Regions from separate parts of the Lactuca sativa genome. Here region 2 is linked to region 1. Evidence: chromatin contacts called from public Hi-C data. All regions are on one chromosome and are shown on one strand. The core of a region is the stretch at or near the end of the contact, and the rest is flanking DNA. Distances in the headings are between cores, read along the strand shown.

Region 1 (2,750 bases), core at 16-2,515:
TTCACTCGACCCTTGATGCTTGTATCCAGATCTCTAAACTTTGATCTCTGACCTGTCATGTGATTGCTAGCGCCATTATCCAAGCACCACAAATTGGATTTGACAGACTTATCTTCTTGTGGCCGGAGCTTTGGGTTCACATACTTTTCATGTAGCAACACTACATCAGAAACCTCTTCCATGCAAGCTGCCATGAGAAGAGTAGGTTCATCTTCATGAGTATGTGCCAAGAGTGCTTCCTGTAGATTTCTCTCACGCCGAGGCTTACGACACTCTGATGCAAAATGGCCAATATCATCACAGTTGTAGCATCTAAGTGTGCTACAGTCACGACTCCCACCAACACCTCGTCCTTGTTCACGATTTTGTTGATGTGAACCGTTATGTTCATGATTTTGCTAATGTGAACAATTATGTCGGCCACCTCTTCCGCTACTTGGTCTTCCTCGGCCCCTACCTCGTCCTCTGTTAAAGTTCCTATTTTGTTGTTGATGGTAGGATTTACCACCAGAAGACGACTGTCCTTCTTCCTTTTTCTTACTTCTTGATTTCCATTCCTCTTGAGTCAGGAGTAGCTGGGTAGAGACGTTATCAACTTGCCCGTGAACACGCTCCTCATGAGCTTTAAGTCTTCCTACCACCTCTTCAACCAACATAGTGTCGAGATCACCAAATTGCTCAATAGTAGAAGCTATGTGTAAGAATTTCGCAGGGACTGCTCTTAGGAATTTCTTAACCACATATGACTCTTCTATTGTTTCTCCCAAGGCTCTGATGTTGTTTACAATGTTGTTCAACTTCATTGCAAAATCATCAATACACCATGTCTCCTTCATCATTAGACACTCGAATTCTGCCTTCAATGTCTGAATCTTAGCATTCTTCACACGATCAGCACCCAAGTACATTGTTCTCAATGTCTCCCATGCTTCCTTTGCTGATTTCTTTTCCGCCAATGATAACAACATCTCTTCCGGGATACCTTGATAAATGGCAGCCATTGCCATCTTATCCTTCCTCTCTTTCAAAGTTACTTTCGGATCTGAGGGCTCTACCGCGTCCCAAACTCCTTGGGCTTGCATGAAGACCTTCATTTTTATGGCCCATGCGGTGTAGTTGTTCTTGGCTAACATCGGGTAATGAAGAGTAATCTGACCATCTTGCTTCTTTCCATCCATAGGTGTATTTTGGCATATACCAACTTCAAACTGGAGAGCAACCTGGTTAGCTCTGATACCACGTGAAAGCAAACCAAGTGTTGTCATTTCTGTGAAGAAGAAAAACTAGAAGAGAGTAGAACAGGGATCAACCGCATGGATACTTTGGGCCAAATTTTCTGCTGTATTTCTTGACTTGAAAAAACGGAATACAAGAGCAAATAAAATACTAAAAAACTCCATAAAACTAGGACCATTATCTACCACTTTGTAGCAACTAACCACTAACTATTTTGACTCCTAAAAATACTGAAAACACATTCAGATAGGTCCAACAAAACAGGAAAGATAAAATGACCAAGTCTTAGCTGCAATTTGGATTAACTTCCAACATAGATGAATTCTCGATAATATTTGAAATGTATATGATTATGCGTACCTTGTGTCATCCTCGTTTTCGATCTTTATACTTAGTTTATCCGGAAGTGTCCTTCTTAGCTGGATGGGGCAAGTACCGTCTAGTCGTCATTAATGCTTCCTTTATTGAAGGTACAAAAGGGTATACCTAGAACGGTCAGTAGTCACTTCCGATAGAAAGAGTGTACTGTTACGATTTCTAATGGATATTTATACCCTGTTTGTTGGTAATATCGAGGTTTTATCGATCTAGACCTTGACAACCGGTATTCATGAAAGTTCTTACTTTCTGATGGTTCGACTTCTCACTTCTTCGACTTGACATCGTGTTTATGCGGTAGTAGGTTCAGGTTGCCTGATAAGTGTATTAGTGGTTCGGCTGGGCCAAACGAGATAGAGGTTAAATAACCAAACTAGTATATACCTCATTATGAAACATAATGAACACACTTTAACATACATGATGAAAATGATGACCATAAATTGATTTCTTCTGAAAATCGGTTGAAAAAATCACGTTCTGAAGACACAGAGATCAATTTTGGAACATAAACATGCACACACATATGAAAACGTTCAATTTCTTAAACGAGTTTTTAGAAAAACGCACAAATCAATTTAATATATCTATGTTCATAAATGAACATAAACCTGTAAATCGAGTTTTGCGTTTTGTTAAGGTTGGAAAATATTGATTTCAAGAGCTTCTCCATGGATGAACAAAGTGAACACACACATATACACATACAACTTCAAATTGATACTAGAGAGAGAGAGAGAGAGAGAGAGTGTGTGTGTATATATATATATATATATATATATATATATATATGTTCATCGTCAATTTGAAGGTGTGTGTGTCTGTTTGTTTCCTTAAATACATTTCTTGGAAGACTTGAAGGATGCAATACATTTTTTTGTGTATCTAGTAGTTGCAATACACATGGGTGCTACCAAATCCTGCAACCGGTTCATCTCCAAGGCCACAATCCAAGTAGGAGGCTGAAAGCAATCACTTGGAGACTAGGTAAGCCAAAGAGATCCAACGGTAACTCTCGAGTAAGATTTTGTTTACTCAAATGAAGAGTACTGAGTTTGTAAAGTCTCCCAATGCTTCCCATAATCTTACCTTAAAATTCATTCCTACTCAAGTTCGGAACTGATATCGCTTTCAGG
Region 2 (2,700 bases), core at 80-2,579, 420 kb before region 1:
CCCTGAAAGCAAAGGGTTACTGGAATGATGATGTTGATTGAGGAGATGATCATGGGCTCCTCTGATCTTTGAGAGTGCAGATGATGATGTTGAAGTAGAGGAAGTAGCTGAAGATGAAGTGGATGATGATCTTTTGTTCTTCCTGCACCCTCCACCTACAGGAACATTCCTCAAGGTCCCACCTTTTGTCCAGTACCTTCTACAGGACTTACAAAAGTACCTTGGTTGAGTAAGACTGTAGTTATTGTAGTAGCAGAATTTTGTGTTAATGGAGTCACATCTTGGACACTTTAAAGCTTGTTCAGCTGGTCTTGGTTTTTTGTCTTGTTGTGCTTTTGTGCATACCAACATGCTCTCTAGTGTTTGTGAAGACAATTCCTGTAAGATTAAAGTATTGTATAAGACACTGACATAGATCTTATTCTGGGGTAAATCTATTATTAAATATGGTAATTCATATGTACATGAGTGTAATAAGTGCAAGAATCACTTTCTTTTAATGTAAAATCTCCTGAAATAATGGAAGCCACTGCATCATAATTATCACTCAGATTCAAACACGATATTTGATAAGAAGATGAATAAAGGTGTTCCAGTTTTGTAATGAGGTTTGATCTGAGCTTCTTCCAAATAGGAAATGGAATGGATGAAATTGTTTAAGAAATTCCAAATCAATTCAAAAACAAAAACAACTACAAAAAAACCTAACTTTATGTTTTCCGAATTCAATTGAAGAAACAAAGATCATTATACTCGAACAATTCGAGATAATGATATCTACTTTGAAATTAAAAGTCGTCAAAAGTTGATCGTTCAGCCACTCCAAAAGGACAAACAAATTCACATTTAACTCATGAAACACTTGCTTTTTTTTTTTTTTTTTTTTTCTTTTTCTAGTTTTGTCAGAAACCAAAACAAGTGTCAGTAAGTTACTAATATTTACCTGTTGGTGATGATGATGAAGATGATGATGATGATTTACACCTGAAGCATCCATTTCCACTTCCATGCACTTCAAGCTTAAATTCTTGTTTTGTTGTGTTTGGGAGAGAAGATTGAAGGTGTTAACACTTATACAGATTTCAAGATATGAATATCGTGGAGAGAAAGAATGAGAGAGAGAAGGGGAGGAAGGTAGTCATGCAAGGTTACAAACAGCCTCCCACATAATACATATATATACACCCAACCTATACATACATCAAAGTGTATGTACGTATATGTATAGAGAGAGAGAGAGAGAGAGAGAGAGAGAGAGAGAGAGAGAGATGTACTAATAATGAGAATGGTGTACGGGGAATCGATCGATGTGTGTCTGTGGTAACCCTTGCACGCAGAGAAAGCAAGTTTTTAGAGAGAGAGAGTGGAAAAAATGGGGCAAGAGATTGAGGATGATAGTGGAGGGATTGTGGGACCATATGGCGTAGGATTTGCAACTACGCATGGACCCACATGTTTTATCGGTATACGCCACTTCCTTCCGCCACGTCGCCTATATTGTCTTGTACTGCTTCTATATCTATACCCATAGCCAATTTTCTATAATTACAAATTGTCGTATTATGTTTATACAATATAAAAATGGGTTGTATCTTCGAGATTTGAACACAAGAATTGAACAAATAAGAGTTTTCACATCCTAAAAAAAGAATGTTTTTCGTATGAAAATCGGAAAGATTATTATTAAATCATGTTGATTACAAAATTAAATATTTTTCAGTAGGTTTCTTAAGTCAATGAGTCTTCAAAATAAAAAAATAAAAAAAAAAAAAAAAATTGGGGGAACGTCGTATTCAAAAGTTTATGTCAATTGTGTTATTTAATTGTGTATGTATTTAGCCTAATCCAATACTATATAGGCCTAATATATTTATCGGATCATAGCTTATAATGCTTCATTGCTTTGTATATATTATGTTCATTATCCCTTTGTGGAAATTCACTAAAAAAAATATCATTTGGTACGATATAAAATACAAATTGATTTCTTCTATCTTTTCATAAAAACTCTTGTTTTCTTTTCTCTTCTTGACGATGTCGCATTCTTTCTCCTATATAGTCTCTCTGCTCTCTTCTCTTAGTTGTCATCTCCCTCTCATGACCCTACAAAGCCGGTGATAATGGTGTTCGTCCACCACACAAAGCTTGTCATAAAAAATATTAATGCGTATACCATTTTGCTAACGACTTAATGATCATACGTGTAAGGTACTTTTTACTTCCCATTGCATTGGATACGACGTTGCAAACCAATTAGTTGAAACCTATTGTAACTACCATACTTTTTAGCTTTCATAATTTACCAAGGTTGTATTTTTGTTATGAAAATGGATCATAGTACAAAATATGGTTTTACAAAACCTTTCATTGATTTATCAGAGTTTACAATTGTCTAGTGTTACAACAATAATATCAACAACCAAGTAAAAAAGATGTAACATTCGTTCCAGGTATGAATTAACATTTTTATGTATTAACTTTAATTCGGGTGACCGCAACATGGTGAAGCATCATCACGACATGGCAAAATGATTTGGACCGCGAGACTTAAGTGACCTACCACAACGTGGCCTTAGGTGCTACGACGTGACAAGTGTTTTTAGTGAAAAATCCTAATTTCGGGCTTTGGGCCCTATATAAAGATTATTAAGGTTAGGGTTTTGTGATCATTCAACCTCCATCTCCCTCTCAAACTCAGAA

Evidence for each region. Hi-C and Micro-C count contacts between places; a contact is called where the count stands out from the background.
Region 2: a Hi-C map of leaf shows a contact between it and region 1, with 4 times the contacts expected there. The contact joins the promoter of LOC111897480 here to the promoter of LOC111897465 in region 1. A contact is called at or near these places in 2 of 4 Hi-C or Micro-C datasets (bud and leaf).

Annotation. Positions count from the first base shown.
Region 1 is chr2:61,069,277-61,072,026 of Lsat_Salinas_v11, reverse strand. LOC111897465 reads right to left here and starts at 1,265. Exons shown (of 3, transcript XM_023893426.1): 1 at 458-1,265; 2 at 1-274. The coding sequence starts at 1,265.
Region 2 is chr2:61,485,802-61,488,501 of Lsat_Salinas_v11, reverse strand. LOC111897480 (dof zinc finger protein DOF2.1) reads right to left here and starts at 1,329. Exons shown (of 2, transcript XM_023893437.3): 1 at 944-1,329; 2 at 1-378. The coding sequence starts at 1,009.